Linked DNA regions of Sus scrofa: region 2 is linked to region 1. A link is a contact called in public HiChIP or PLAC-seq data. All regions are on one chromosome and are shown on one strand. Each heading gives the region's core, a stretch centred on a gene start, on an enhancer-like site or on the middle of the called end of the contact. The rest is flanking DNA. Distances are from core to core; before and after follow the strand shown. Region 1 holds the start of COQ8A (atypical kinase COQ8A, mitochondrial). Region 2 overlaps COQ8A (atypical kinase COQ8A, mitochondrial).

Region 1 (3,797 bases), core at 769-3,268:
TGGTGGAGCAAGACTGAACTGGCATGGAAGGCAACCATGCCACTAATACCCCTCCCCACTAACGCTCGGCACCCTTTCTCCATTGCCATCCGCAGCAGCCGGAAGTGATGAAAATCACACTTCATTCCAAGTGTAGTCTGAGGGGGTAGAGTTTGTAAATTACAGGAAGGGATGAACCAGGGACTCCAATATCCTATGGGCAGTGGTGGAGTCACATGGCTCACAGGGCTTGGATGAACACAGGCAGTTCAGGGGACAGTTAGCAAAGGACGGAGCAATGGACACTCCTTGACCGCCTAACCCAGGGGGCTGGAGCCAGTGGCCTACTCAAGGCAAATGCCCATTCCTTAGCCCTGTAATGTTTGGGGGCAGTTCCTTGGTTTGTCAAAAACTCTCTAATTCTCAAAAATGGGCGTTGTATGTAATGTGGAGAAGATGGAGGGAAGGGGCAGAATTTGGACTATGGAGCGAATAAGTGAATGTTCCACAGAGATATCCTGCAGGGCCAAGGTCCGGCCCAGGGGTAAGCAGAGGGCTGCCACCCACCGGCCCATGCTGCAGAACCTCATCTCAGGTCCCATGTAGGGGACGACGGGCTCCAGCGTTCATGAGGAAAGGTGAAGGTCAGTTCACGTCTGGATTCCCCCTCCTCCCATTTCAGGCATCAGCATGCAAATGCTTTCAAAAAAAAAATTTTTTTTTTTTTGTGGTCCTTTTAGGGCTGCACTCGCAGCATATGGAAGTTGCCAGGCTAGGAGTCAAATTGGAGCTGTGGCTGCTGGCCTACACCACAGCCACAGCAAGGCCAAATCTGAGATATGACTGCGACCTACACCACAGTTCAGGGCAACACGCATCCCTAATCCACTGAGAGAGGCCAGGGATGGAGCCTGCATCCTCATAGGTACTAGTCGGGTTGGTTAACCGCTGAGTCAGGATGGCTACTCCGAAATGCTTTTGATTTTTCTAAGCAGTAATATTAAACATGTTTCAAAAATGGTAAATGTGAACTCCTCAAAATAGTCTCAGAATAAAGGACAACTTTTCGGCATGAATATAAATATTTATATGAAAGTCACTGAATTGTTATTTCTCTTTTCCTCACAAGCTCCACCAATAACCTAGGACAGAGCTGCAGACCGGGGAATGGAAACTGTCACACCATCGGGGCTCAAATCTGCACCTCTGGGTGACTTGGAGACCTGGGGCCACTTGGTTCTGGAGGAAGCACTTTCTCTTGGGACAGCTCTGTGTCGGCTGTTTCTCACTCCTGAGGACCCCTCAACCAAGCCGGCTGGCCGCCAGCCGCCGCCGGGCCCGCTTCCGCGCCTTCCACGTGCTGGCCTGTCGCCCGGCTCAGGGGAGGGTCGGGCCTTCCCGAGGAGACTCTCGCTAACAGGAGCAAACGACGCTGCACGCTCCGGACCTACTCCTCGGGCGACCCGACCGGGGCCACCAGCGGCGCGCGCGTGCAGTTGCCCGCAAAGCCAAAAGAGGGACCCGCGGCGAAATGCGACAAGTGGGTGGAGCCGGAGCGCCGATTCAGACGTGCACCCAGGCTGCCCACAGCTCTTCCCCCTTCAGCGGGAACTGGGACAGGGGTCCTCGTTACATAAGGCGAGCACGGGGCGGGCCCGCTGCGGTTGCCTCTGCTCCTTCCACTGCCTCCCCTCCAGGCCCGCTCAGAGGCCCGGGGAGCATCGTCTGGGACGTAGCAGCCAACTGCCGGTCACCGCGCCTGCGCCCTCCGCCTGGTCCGAGGCGGGCGCGGAGCGGGGGGGGGGGGGGGAATTGTTTGGGCGCACGCGCGCCAGGCCTCCAAGCCCAGAACGCCCCGCTTTCCCAAGTAGGGGAAAGGGCAGCGAGGAGGGACGACGGGGCGGGGCCCTGCGCGCTGGGGTGGTCTCCCATTGGCTCCTCTCTCTCCGCCCTCTGTTCCGATTGGCCACAGGTCGAGCGCACGGGCCGAGCACGCTGCCCCTTGCTGGGCGGCGCTGGGCCGGTGGCCGCGGCGCAGCCAATGGGAGCGGCCCGCGGGCGGGGCTGCGGGTGCTGGGTCTCCGGGCGCGGGCGAGTTGGTAAACAGATCCGGAGCGCGTGCGGGGAGCCAGCGCTGCGCCGAGTGCGCGGAGGCGGCGCGAAGGTGACTTCGGATCCTAGCTTCCTGCAGCAGGGTAAGGCTGCAGCTCTCCGCGTGCCCTGAGTGCTGTCTGCTTGTGGCCAGAGCTGGGCTCACCACCCGCTTGGGCCCTTCTTGCATCTTTCACAAGGGACGGCGCGGCTTCCCTTTTGCGAATTTAATTTGCCTCCGGCTTTTGGCAGCCGAGCGGTGAGCGCGCCTCAGAATGCAGGGTGGGCGCCCTGCGGCTGTCTCCTACCCCTGTTCCCACCTTAGCCGAGGGCTGTCTCTGGGAGGGGACGAGGGTCACGTGCCCAAGCCTTAGGCCCCCGGAGTATGCTGGGCAGCTCCGGTGACCTGATGTTGTGTTTCTTGGTGTCCAGTACTGCTTTCCTGCCTTGCTTTCTCATGATGATATTTCTCTTCACGCCCAGATCCCTTTGCACTGTCTCAGAGGAGCTAACTGCCCCCGGCCCCATGTTTGTGTCAGGACTTTGACTCCCTTGGTCCGAGCCAGCTGTTGGCTTTCACAGGTGGGGTTTGGAGTGAACTTGGGAAAGGGGGCCCTTCTTGGTTCTTTCCTCTGTTGGCTTTCCTGTGACCGTCCTCTTCCTCCAGACACTAGGGGTCTTGTGAGTGGTTTGGGCTTAATTGCCTAAACATGTGCCTTTTTCCAGCCTCTGCCCTGCTGCCGAGCCCAGGTCGGTTCTCCCAGGTGCCTTATGGGATGGGGAATGCTGCAGGGGCGGGTCTGGGTGCTGGGACTCTGTATTTGGGTGAGGGGTGCCAGTCTCCTGCAGGGTGAGAGACTTCTGTGCAGTCTCTCCTCCTGGTTAGAGCCTGCAGCCTATGGGAAAACTTATCATTGCTCACTAGGGCCCTAGGTGTGTGTGACAGAAGCCTGAAGGGCTGGGCCTGCCAGGCCTGACTTGTTGCTGGGGATTTGAACATGCCTGATGCCAGCCTGCCAGTTGTCATGGGTGGGTGGGTCATGTTGGCAGGAGGGCCCTTCTCCAGAGAAGAGACAAAGGGAGGTGCTGGTGGTTCTTAGGAGCAGCTTTTTTTGTTGTTCTTGTCTTTTTAGGACCACACCTGCAGCATATGGAAGCTCCCAGGCTAGGGGTCAAATTGGAGCTGCACCTGCTGGCCTGCACCATAGCCACAGCAATGCCAGATCCAAGCTGCACCTGCAACCTACACTGAAGCTCATGGCAACATTGGATCCTTAACCCACTGAGTGAGGCCAGGGTTTGAACCTGAGTCCTCATGGATACTAGTCGGGTTCATTACTGCTGAGCCACAGTGGGAACTCCAGAAGCAGCATCTTTAAGATTGGTAATGGTTTGGAGTTCCCGTTGTGGCTCAGTGGTTGACGAATCTGACTAGGAACCATGAGGTTGCAGGTTTGATCCCTGGCCTTGCTCAGTGGGTTAAGGATCCGGAGTTGCCATGAGCTGTGGTGTAGGTCGCAGACTCAGCTTGGGTCCCGTGTTGCTGTGTCTCTGGCATAGGCCAGCAGCTATGGCTCCGATTGGACCCCTTTAACAAGTCCCTCCATGTGCCGAGGGAGTGGTCCAAGAAATGGTAAAAAGACAAAAAAAAAAAAAAAAAAAAAAAAAAGACTGTAATGGTTTGGGGCATTTTCAGCCTTGCAGATAACAGACAAAGCAGGGTTATG
Region 2 (3,842 bases), core at 298-2,797, 34 kb after region 1:
GACCTTTGGGAATCCTGTTATTTTTAAAAGGTGAAAGGTTAAGGAACCCTCACCCCTAGAAAAAAACTTTTCTTTGGAAGATAGTTCGGGAGTTCCAGTTGTGGCTTAATGGGAACAAATCTGACTAGTATCCAGGAGGATGCAAGTTCGATCCTTGGCCTCGATCAGGGGGTTTAGGATCTGGCGTGGCTGTGGCTGTGGTGTAGGCCAGTGGCTGTAGCTCTGATTCGACCCCTCGCCGAAAACCTCCGTATGCCACAGGTGCAGCCTTAAAAACACTAAATAAATAAATAAATAAAATAAATAATAGTTCGCAAGACTATTGAATTTTTTCCCTTTCTTTTCTTTTCTCTCTTTCTTTCTTCCCTCCCTCTCTTCCTTCCTTTTAAAAATATTTTTTGTCTTTAAAAATTTTTTTTTGTCTTAGAGCACCCCATGCTCCATGTCTAAAGTCAGGCTTTTCCTCTACAAACGTTTATCAATAGGGCACTCGATTTTCATTGAGGTTGTAGAGACCTGAGGTCCTGGGCTTGACGGGGGCTGCCCTGGTGTCCCCTCGCTGGGTAGCACACAGTGACACCAACTTTGCTGCCTGATTTCCTCAGGGCGCATGCTGCACGTGTGCTATTGTTCTAGGCATCCAACGCTTCCCTTGTGCTCCCCGAGGCAGCAAGCCAGATGCTCTGTAGGTCCAGGCGAACTTCTACACCCTTGCAGGGGTGAGGAGCCTGGTTTCTGCTTTTGTGGGTGCCTACTTTAAAAGGGGCTTCGGGAGTTCCCATTGTGGCTCAGTGGTAATGACCCCAGCTAGTATCCATGAGGACGCAGGTTCAATCCCTGGCCTCACTCAGTGGGTTAAGGATCTGGTGTTGCTGTGTGCTATGATGTAGGTTGCAGACGCAGGTTGGATCCCGCATTGCTGTGGCTGTGGTGTAGGGCAGCAGTTGCAGCTCCGATTGGACCCCTAGCCTGGGAACCTCCATATGCTGCAGGTGTGGCCCTAAAAAACTAAATAAAATAAAAGGAGCTTTGCTGCCTGTTTTGCCCTCTTAGAAGCTCTGTGAGGAAATTGAGGCAGTTAGTGTCTCCAGCTACAGACGAGGAAGCTGAGCCACAGTCCCCAGTCCCCCAGGGCCATATGTGTATTTGTAACAGTCCTGGGACCAGGAGGAGGCCTCTGTCATACAGCTGGGGTCTGCGCCTGGCGCCCCTGAATTCCTCTCCCACCCTGGCCGTGTTCTGAGAACCTAGAACCCTTTGCGGGGAGCTGCCTCCACCACCCCTTCCTGTTGCCCTCCTCCGATGCTGGGGCCTGACGCTGGGCTGGCGGGGGGATGCAGGGAGGGAGGAAGAAGGGACCTTCCTAAGGGTTCGGGAGCCTCTGGAGGCAACGGGAAGGAGCCTGGCCCCCTGCCTTTCCTGTGCAAACCTTCTCATCTCCTCAGGTTGGGTGTGTTGCTGAAAGCCAGGGCTTAGAACAGTGTGGCACACGGGGGTCCGGCGTGAGTGAAGCGGGCTTGTGCCCTTGCTATGGCAGAGGCCCTCCGTCCAGCCTTGCTCCGCAGGCCTGCCTGGGGGCTGGCAGGAACAGAAACTCTTCCCAAGCCTCCTCGTAGGTGGCGCTGTTTGCTGGCAGGAGTTTTGTTTTTATTTTTTGTCACCTCTGTGCCGGTCTGGACGGAAGCCCATTTGCTCAGCAGGGACTGATTGGGCCCTGGGGACCTGCTCCTCACTCCCCCATGCTTCTTGTCTGCAAAGCCTCCGTTTGTGAGAGAAATGTCTAGAGCTTTCTTGGGAGGGGCTGGCGCCGCCTCATAGGCTGGGGTGGCAGCCTGGCTGCCAGCGGTGGCCGTGGGGCCACGGAGCCAGTTCTGAGTCTTGTCACCTCCAGGACCTCCTAGTGGGCTGTGTGGGCCAGGCTGGGCCGGACTGTGGGTCAGGACAAGGAGTGGCACTATTTTGAGGGCGGGGGTGACCCTGGAGAGTGAGCGAGCACTGGTTCCGGCACGTCCTCACCCAGGCGGGGGACCCGAGTGGAGGCAGCAAGGCAGAGGTGCTGATGTTCCAGGAGCAGCCCTGGTGCACCTGCTCTGCGTGGAGGAAGCGTGGCGGGGCCCTGCCTGCTTGTGCACGAGGGCCTGAGACTGGCTTTAAGCTCAGCCAGGTTGGGGAGGGTGGGAGGACCAGCCTATTCTTGGATCGGTAGAGCCGGAGCCCCTGAGGTCAAGGTCAGGGCTAGCTCTCACCAGCTGAGCTGCAGGGGGAGCCTTTCAGTTGGCAACTCCTTGGTTCTGGCATTGGGCTGGTCCCGAGGGAGCTCCCAGGGCCGCAGAAGGAGCCTATGGCCTCCTTTGTGGAATGTTCACTCAGAGATTCAGTGTTTAGTGACAGGCCCTTGGCCTTGGAAAGCTTTGGCTCTGCCTGGCAGCCCAGAAGCGGCCAGAGAAGAGTTTGACAGAGCACCCGAGGCGGGCCCAGCAGAGTCAGAGGCTTGGTGACTGCACGAGTGGCCAGCTGGGTCCCCTTTGATGCATCTGCCTCTTCTGCAGTCTTGGCTTTGGACTTGACCTAGGCAGAGAAAAATCTAGAGGTGGATGTATTGCTGAAGGTTACTGCAGTTTAAAATTTAATGTTCCTGTTATCATTATTTTGCTAAGTCAGATATTGTGCTGGGTCAGGTGGAGGTGGATAGCGGGGAGTTAATGTTTGATCAGAGACACAACTCCGGCTCGGTGCCCAGTGTCCTCTGGAGCTGGGTGGGGGGCGGGGGAGCAGTGTCAGAGGGAAGCAAGCCTGGCACCTCCATCCCCACACACCCCGCTGTTTTTGGGGGCGTTTCCTGAGGACTGTGCCTTCTTGCCATGGTCTCCAGAGCTTGACTTCTGCTGCCCTTGTGCTGCCCCAGCAGCAGCGTGGGGTGCCGAGCACTTGAAAGGTGGCTGCTCCAAGCTGAGATGTGCTCTGACGGTAAAATGCACATTGGATTTTGAAGCCCTGGTACAAAACGAGCAGACAACAACTCCCAAATCTCGATAACCATGTTTATATTGAGTGCTTGTGGAAATGACAGTGTTTTGGGTACACTGGGTTAAATAAAATATATGATCAAAATTCATTTCACATGCTGCTGCTTGCCGTTTTTAATGTGGCTACTGGAAGATGTAAAGTTATATACATGACTGCCATGCTGTTCCTTGGGCAGCACTGTCTAACCCTTTGAATTGGAGTGAGGGCAGTAACGGGGACCAAACCCCTGAGTAGCTGCCCTGGGCCCAGCCAGGTACGCGTCTCTAACTCAGCTCTTTAGCCCTCACAGCCATTACGGCTGGTGAAGCAGAGGCTGCACCTGCCCAATGGGAGGTAAGAGGTATTGCAAAAACGTTTTAAAAATTGGGTTATCTTCTTTTGATTTTTTTGACAATTTATTTTTTCATTAAATAACTTTTTCAGTAAATTCAGCGATGTTTTTCATGAAAGTAACGTGCAATCATTGTAGAGATCTTGGCAAATAGAAGCATGAGCAGGACCCCTGCCCGGTGTGAGCCCCAAGGCCCGCTGGTCCCGGGGCATCTGTGGAGTCCTTCTTGGGCCTCTGCTTTCCCATCTGCTGTGGTCGGCGTGCTCATCCCTGGGCTCCTCACTCTCTTGGCTAATGCGCCCCCTCCCCACCCCAAGCCAGTCGGAGCTGTGTCTAAAGTGGAGGAGGCAGTCCCTGAGCCAGGCTCCTGGGCTTTCTCTGTGGACTTAGTAGCACCCGTTGGGCTCCTCTGACCTCTCCCAGACAGTTGGGATCATCCGGTTCAACCTCTGGATAAACGAGGTGTCAATAAACCTTGATTTCA

Evidence for each region. HiChIP or PLAC-seq counts read pairs in DNA pulled down with a chosen protein or histone mark.
Region 2: an H3K27ac HiChIP or PLAC-seq map of skeletal muscle shows a contact between it and region 1. The contact joins the enhancer-like site here to the promoter of COQ8A in region 1. A contact is called at or near these places in 1 of 5 promoter capture datasets (liver), 8 of 47 Hi-C or Micro-C datasets (embryonic fibroblasts, fetal heart ventricle, heart right ventricle and 3 more) and 1 of 2 datasets of contacts at active chromatin or transcription factors (skeletal muscle).

What each region holds. Positions count from the first base shown.
Region 1 is chr10:14,595,219-14,599,015 of Sscrofa11.1, forward strand. COQ8A (atypical kinase COQ8A, mitochondrial) reads left to right here and starts at 2,019. Exons shown (of 15, transcript XM_021064416.1): 1 at 2,019-2,174.
Region 2 is chr10:14,629,649-14,633,490 of Sscrofa11.1, forward strand. The region is part of intron 4 of COQ8A (atypical kinase COQ8A, mitochondrial); the gene reads left to right. Among named protein-coding and RNA genes, the nearest start is that of COQ8A, 34 kb to the left of the region's middle. Within about 2 kb of position 1,548, at least 22 of the 83 cell types and tissues checked have an H3K27ac peak or open chromatin away from gene starts, as enhancers often do. A contact at or near this core is called in liver and skeletal muscle, where this site is marked.